Regions from separate parts of the Mus musculus genome. Here region 1 is linked to region 2. The links are chromatin contacts, called in public HiChIP or PLAC-seq maps. All regions are on one chromosome and are shown on one strand. The core of a region is the stretch at or near the end of the contact, and the rest is flanking DNA. Distances in the headings are between cores, read along the strand shown.

The links. HiChIP or PLAC-seq counts read pairs in DNA pulled down with a chosen protein or histone mark.
Region 1: an H3K27ac HiChIP or PLAC-seq map of VIP interneurons shows a contact between it and region 2, with 2.9 times the contacts expected there. The contact joins two enhancer-like sites. A contact is called at or near these places in 1 of 484 Hi-C or Micro-C datasets (cortical neurons) and 1 of 115 datasets of contacts at active chromatin or transcription factors (VIP interneurons).

Annotation. Positions count from the first base shown.
Region 1 is chr3:56,828,380-56,832,216 of GRCm38.p6, reverse strand. It overlaps the pseudogene Gm2622. Among named protein-coding and RNA genes, the nearest start is that of Gm32237, 130 kb to the right of the region's middle. Within about 2 kb of position 1,371, at least 11 of the 459 cell types and tissues checked have an H3K27ac peak or open chromatin away from gene starts, as enhancers often do. A contact at or near this core is called in VIP interneurons, where this site is marked.
Region 2 is chr3:56,360,889-56,365,013 of GRCm38.p6, reverse strand. No RefSeq gene overlaps it. Among named protein-coding and RNA genes, the nearest start is that of Gm40054, 5.4 kb to the right of the region's middle. Within about 2 kb of position 2,268, at least 18 of the 459 cell types and tissues checked have an H3K27ac peak or open chromatin away from gene starts, as enhancers often do. A contact at or near this core is called in VIP interneurons, where this site is marked.

The sequences.
Region 1 (3,837 bases), core at 122-2,621, 470 kb before region 2:
AAAATCTTGCTGGCATATGCAATAGTGTCTGGGTTTGGTGGCTGATTATGGGATGGATCCCCGGGTGCAGCAGTCTCTGGATGGTCCATCCTTTCAGCTCTAAACTTTGTATAAGCTGCCACCTGGCTCATACCTGGAAACAGATGATGATGTAAACTGTTACTAGGACACTGTTACTAGGTTCCAGGGAAGAGCCTAGTGGAATTGTCTGTAGGCCAATTGTGTGTGTGTGTGTGTGTGTGTGTGTGTGTGTGTGTGTGTGTGTGTGTGTTGTGCTAACTCTTGTGTATGCAGATGCTAAGGCTGGAGATCCACATCATGATCCCTCTTGCTTTCCACCTTATAATTTGAAATAGGGTCTATCATCAAACCCAGGAATTGAGTTTCTTCTAGCCTGGATGCTTAGTAACCCCGGCACCCACTTTTCTCTTCTCCTCTCACTCCCCTGTGCTGTTAGGCCACTGCACACACATGATCCATATATATATATATATATATACATAGAACATTTAAGTAAATAAATCCTCAAAATGTTGCAATAAGAATACAAAAGTGCTGTAAACTTATACTAGCAACATCTGCTACTGTCCTGCAATTTTTGTGCTGCTGAATCCCAAGGTCTTTGAAAGAACTAACTTGTTAATATCTTGGAAATGTTGGGAGGTAGGCAGCTGTACTTTGAAACACCAAGTATACATAAGATGGCTTTTAAATTTTCCTCTTTTCCAATTTAGGGTTTCATTAGAGAGTCAAAGCTGGACTAGGACTCTTGAACTTCCTGCCTCAGCCTTCCAAGTACTGGGATTACAGGAATGTGTCTCTGTACCTAGCACATGATTAAGTTTTTTAAATTCTATTTTTCAGGTGCTGGAGAGATGGCTCAGTGGTTAAGAGTACATGCAGCTCTTGCAGAAGAACTTGGTTTGATTCCTAGCTCCCACATAGATGCTTACAATTAATTCCAATTCCAGGGAATTCATACCCTCTTTTGACTTCTGTGGGTATTGTATGCAGATGCTGCATAGACATACATGCAGGCAAAGCTCTCACACCCATAACATAAAATAAAGTCTAAAATTCCATTAAAATTCTTCATATCCAGATGGAAGAATGAGAGAGAGAGAGAGAGAGAGAGAGAGAGAGAGAGAGAGAGAGAGAGAGAGATGGGGGGGTGATTCTTAACATTCTCTCTGTAATCTCTTCAGCTCTCAGCAGCAATTATCAGAGATCAGGCTTGGCATGTACTCTGCTACCCAGTTGTTATCAATAGCTTCTAATTGAGGACATGTGTTCATTTCAGCTGGGGTTATTGTTTGGTTGATCACGATGGAGAGGCTGAAAGACAGCATCTGGCAGGGTTATTTTCTGAAACCCACCCCTCAGTCCCATCTTCCTTCATAACTGCTTGCATTTGGTATGTGACACAGGAGGATAAAGGGAGGTTGGCACCCTAAAAGGCATCTGCTTTGACGTGGCCACAGGCTCATCAATGACATCTTTGCATTATGTATTAGGAAACATACCCAGATCCTTAAAGTAGATACCCATTTTTGCTTTTTATTCAAAGATACATGAAAAAATAGCTGCAAACTCAGTAATTAACCTGTAGTTTAGGCAGGGCTTGGCAGGCCTGTTTTATATCCACTCCAGGCAGTGTTTGATAGGATGACTTGGCTGGGACTGAAGAAACCAGTTCCTGAGTGGTGTGACTCCTATGACTGGATATGCTGAAGTGGCAGCCAAAGGCTCACTGTGTACCTGACAGGGCTCTTCAGGAAAACTCTGTTCGGATTAATTTACAGCTGGAGATCTTAATTCCAAAATAGAAATTCCAAGAGACAAAAGCTACAAGGCTTGGCCCGCTGTGTTGTCACAGTGTCTCCTCTTGTGCTTTATGGAAAGCTGCTGTCTAGATTCAGATATGGGGCATGTACCACACACTTCCCGAAGAGGAATGAGACTGAAGACCCAAATAACATCTGCTGTTTGGAAAATTAATTTACACTTTATCAAAATGAGGTCTTGATAAACAACTCAAGCTGTTTCCACCCCCTTGCTCTTCCTGCATCTGCCTCCCAAATAATAGGACAACAGGTATGTACCACTATGCCCAGGCTAAAATACAAATTTTAAATGACAGTTTGACATGATACCACTGAGCTTAATAGTCACATAGTAAATGGCAACAGTACCCAGTGATTCTCTATTTTAAATACACACACATGTATGCACATAGAGACAGATGTATTCACATATGCATGCATACATATAAACAGACATATATGTGTACATACATATGAACACAGACATAAATATATACACATATTCATACATGGACATATATAAACATACATACAAACATATATGCATATACATATGTGCCAATACATACATATACACATAGACACAGAAACTATACATACTCATACACATAGATATACATAGATATACCTGCACACACATACACACCTATAGACACAGACATATTCACACATACAGACATATATACACATACATACAAATACATATACACATATAAGTACATACATATATTCACACATGCACAGATAGACACACACTCATATGCACACACATAGACAAAAAGAGACACATACATAAATAGGCACATATACGCATACACATTGGTTGTTCCTGGTTTTTTGTTTCTTTTTTTTTCTGGATATTGAAATTGTGTTTTGTGCTAATTATTACCATGTACAAGGAATAGGTTGCATCATTTTCAGTCATTGGACAAGGGTGCCCTTTAGACACCCCCCAAGGATTACAGGCTATTGCCAAGGCAAGTAGCTACCCCTCACAATCTAATAGTAAGGACCTATTGCTAAAGACACTTATGTCATCAATATGGAGAAATTGAGCTGGTGCCTAACTAGGAGGTTTATCCCTACTTCTCTTGTTCGTAGGGCTGGAAGGTACTGTGGATGCTACATGAGGAGAAAATAATCAATCTCATCCAGCTCTGAACCTTTGACCTACAAGAGCAACCTCCCTGCAAAATATACTGATATAATCATGGCACCAATGTTATGGAATAATCATCAGTTTCTTAACTGGATATAAGACCTTCTCCGAGAGATGGAACATATACCTGACACTATTCAAGTGGCCAAGAATATGACTAGATATAGGTCAGGGGGGAAACCTACCACTATTATTCTGCCAAGGATGCATAGCAATAAAATTAGTCCTAATGACATATTGATATACTCATAGATCAGTGTTCAGGTCTCATGAAAGAAGTTCCTTCTTGCAGTAGAGAACCACAGACCCACATCAGGGCAATGTGTAGAGAATAAAAGAGTTTAGAGTTCTGGATCACTGTTGATAGTCTCAGTCTGGGGCAGTAACTTCTTTACCCTTTCCTGTAACTTAAAGGTTGCACTGACTTATGGTGCTTGAGATTTGGAGATGAGTTCCCAGAAAGGAAACATGACTCGATCCTGGCCTCAGACTCACCAGAGTACGTTCACCTTCAAAAATGACAAGTTTGATAAGAGTGTTCAGACCAAGAAAATTAATGCAAAACGTCATGATGGAGTATGTCAATGCTGCAAAGAAGTTCTTGAATGGCTTGTAAAATACAGCAAATACAAGCCACTGTCAAAGCCTAAGAAATGTGTTAATGTTTACAAAAGACAGTAAAGGACTCTTACCACATAATGTGTAGACCACGTGCCTGTGAACTCGAAGTTTGTGCAAAATGTAGAAAGAAAGAAGAGATCATTATTCCATTTAATAAAGAACCAGAAACTTAAGAAAAATTACTGAAAATGAAGGTTCTAACAATAGAAGAAGCTGCAGACAGAAGGAAGACAG
Region 2 (4,125 bases), core at 1,019-3,518:
GATCAAGGGGGAAAGGCCCCTTGTGGGTGGGACCATCTCTGGGCTGGTAGTCTTGGGTTCTATAAGAAAGCAGGCTGAGCAAGCCAGATGAGGCAAGCCAGTAAAGAACATCCCTCCATGGCCTCTGCATCAGCTCCTGCTCCCTGACCTGCTTGAGTTCCAGTCCTGACTTCCTTTGGTGATGAACAGCAGCATGGAAGTGTACGCCGAATAAACCCTTTCCTCCCCAACTTGCTTCTTGGTCATGATGTTTGTGCAGGAATAGAAACCCTGACTAAGACATTGCTATTTAACCGAAATAGAGACTTTTTTTTTTTTTCAGAATGGCGCAACCATGACTAAGAATCAAGAAGAAGAATCTAGTCTTTTTCCAGTCCTATCCTGAATCAGGTCTAGATAAAACAACATAGGCAACATTATAGGCAAGTGTCTTCCCAAACCTGCAGGCTGAAAACCAGTCCATACTCCAGGTCCTTCTGGATAACTACTCTCTATGACTTTTGGTCAAGCTGCAGGCCCACTTATACCACACGACCGTTCTCCTAAACTACCTCTGATTGATGGTACAGGCCTTGGATGAGTCTAGACTGGCCAACAATCCTTAATTCTCACCTATCATCTCATTTTGGAATATCCCATGGTTTACAATCCTCTAACATTTTGGTCTCTTTAGGTCAATTCCAAGCACAACAGTGCTGTCCAAATGAACATTCTACAAATATCTACAATGACAGCAGTGTTCTGTCTCCGTACTGTCTTCTATGATAGCACTGGCCAAATGTATCTACTCTGCCTAGTACAACTGAGTTGATATTGTTGTTGTTGCTGCTGCTGCTGCTCTTATTGCACTCATTTAAATTTGAATAGCCACTTGTATCTAGTGGCCATGATATACGGCAGTATAACATTAGAATTATAATTTAGCCCAATTCTCTAGATCCTTTAGTCCACAGAAGACTTAGTCTGTCTGCATCAACTCTCCTGAGGCATTAACTCAAAAGGCCTTCTGCTTCTTTTTTTTAAAAAGATTTATTTATTTGTTTATTTATATGTATATTAATATACTGTTGCTGTCTTCAGACACCAGAAGAGGGCATAAGATACTATTGCAGATGGTTGTGAGCCACCATGTGGTTGCTGGGTATTGAACTCAGCACCTCTGGAAGAGCAGTCAGAGCTCTTAACCGCTGAGCCATCTCTCTAGCCCTGCCTTCTGCTTCTTAATGCGAGTTATTGCATGCCATCACTGATTTATGGTCTTAGAAAAACAGACCAAATGAACTTGGCCTATTTCCAAACACACTTGTACAACAAGAATTATCCATATAAACAAACTTCTTCAGATATTAAACTAAGTCCATGGACAAATATTAGACAAAAATTTCAATCATAGCAAAAAAAAAAAAGGAAAAAAAATGACGTATGTGGAGAAAACATGAGGCCAAAGGATCATTTCTGGTTGAGCTAAGGCTCCCTAAAGCTTTGCTGACAAGCAGGAGTTATCCCCAAAGACTTACCTGTAAGATGTCTATGAAGAAAGAATGCTCTTGAGGATGGCAACCAGGTACATCTTATTCCCTACTATTGACGTATTAACTTCATCACCATTAATGAACACATAAGGAAAGAGCTTCATCTATATAATCTCTCATCATGTCAACAACCATCCAGTAGGTAAAAATAGCTATACCTTTTCTCAGAATTATCTGGACTCTAAGAAGCATGCCTAAAGTTTTCAAGTTGATAAAGGTTGAGGCCAGTTCACAGATCAAACTAGGTGACCTGGATTTTTTTTTCCTTTCTCTGGATCCTGTCATTACACAAGAGAGAAGCATGAAGGTCACTGGCAGTCATCTGAATATCAGGCTTCATTGCCTCCTGTTTCATAGCCACTCTGAATGTGGAGAAGCAACATCTGGGTTAATTCCTAGGCAGCAACACCCAGGAGAGCTTTGAACAAAAGTTTAATTTTATGCAAAAATACTACAAGATCTCTTACAATAAAGACAGCCCCAAAAGGAGTCCATCTTAAAGTGAACACAGCAGCAAATTATATTCATATTTAAGGAAAGGGGTCTTGTAGAGATACCCTAAAATATGCCGCTGCATTTCTTTGGAATGTGTTCAGGAGGTGAAAATAACTGAAGAAATTGGCTCCCTCTTCTTATCACACAGTATTCCCAGCCATCTGCTGTGTGTGCTTATGAAGATGCTGTGCAGTGCTTAAAATTCTCATCCAAGAAAATGTGAATAACCAATTTACAACCTGTGAGGGAAAGGGGAGGGATTCGTCCTTCCCATCCCCAAGGCTCAGATTTAGAGTGAGCATGTGTAGTTGTGGGTGGCTATGCTGGTTGCTTTAAAGAAGATTAAATTGTACATAATGCCAAATAACAAAACAAAAGGGGAAAATGTGTGTGGGAGATGGGAGTGAGATGCTGAAATAATTTAATTACTGTCAGGTGGTTTTCAAGCTGTACTGGGGTGAGGGGAGCCTTGAATAGAATCTATTACCCAAAAACCAAATGAGCCTACAAACATCTCTATACTCATTTTTATTGCATGATACCAAATGGTTTTCAAAACATAAAAAATAAAAGTTGTGATACTACATGGAATAAAGAGAGTGGAGACCTTTGGGTAAGACCCTACCCAGCTAAGCTTCCAATTTGTGAAAAGGAATTGAAGAAAAGCTGAAGCACTGAAGGAAACCAGCAACAAGAGGAAGCTGATGCAAATGTGATGGAAAGAGGGGGCCAAGTTCCAGCCACAGCAAGCCGTAGAACTTGGCAACTTCAGCCAAGTGGTTCTGGTTTTAGAGTCAAGAACATAAGAAAGGGGTTATGGGATCTTCCTGTGTGACTAAGGAAAGCTGCAGAGGCTAGGCATGTGACAGGAGTGTCCCTGCTTGGAGAGCCAATAAAAACATTGTGTGAAACTATGGGGATGAATCCTGAATAATGCTAGTGACCCCAAGGTGTTAGAGATGTTAGGATAATGAGATATCTTCTAGGGAAAGCTGCAGATCGGTGTGGAACCAGCCTAAGAGAGAAAAGTATGCTGTAGTCAACAAAGCCATAGGAATTGAAGTCCTGAAAAATGCTTTAACACTGGACATGGAGAGACAGAATTTAGAATTTGCCCTGCTGTTTTTTAGTCTTTCTTTGGGCCAATATTTCCTCATTCTGTTCCCTTTTATCCCTTTGGAATAGTAATATGTTCTGTGCACTCATGAGTTAGAAGGCATCTTAGTCATGTTTCTCCAGAGTCACATAACCTATGGAATAAATTTATACATACACATATATACACATGCACACACATACATATACATCATATGTGTGTCTAATTCAGGTCCAGCAAGGGCAATCGCTTCTACCTGTAATGTAATTACTAGCTGTGTCTTACACAATACTGACCATGGGTACACCATCTTGTCTCTAAAAATCCCAGGGTTCAAATAGAGACTGGAAACTTAGCACCAATCTGTGTGGGACCCCCAAGATTTTGAAAGAGGGTACTCACTCTACTGTAGTTCGATGTTTTAGGACTGAAATGTCACCCAAAGACCATGTAGCAAAAGCTTGATTGCTAAACTATGGTGCTACTAGGAGATGCTGCAACTTTTACAAGGTTCAGTCTAGTGGAAAGACATTAGATCTCTAGGAGGACATGAAGTCTCTCTGTCTCTGTCTCTCTACCCCTTTTGCTCCTGATCTCCCTCTTTCTGTTTCCTGGCTGTCATGGAGTGGGCAGCATTTCTCTGTTCCACACTCCCCACTATGATGACCCCAAGCAACAATGAACATTTACTAAACCATGGTCCCAAATAAACCTTTCCCAAGTTTTTGAATGATTCTCTCATTTGTTTTATTACAGGATCTGAAACCTTAGTAACATAAGAGGTGATAAGAAAAGTATAAATAGCCTTATGCGTAAACATCTCATTACAAACTGAGGCCTATGGGCTGTGGCCTACTTTACTGGCATAGACTTTGATGATGGTGCTAAAATATACCATAGACATAGCAATGTGTCAGGCTTAATCTGTGCTTTCCCCTGAAGAGACACAGCAGGTGACATAGTAACTAGACAGGATACCTCATGAGGCCCAGCATCTGTAAG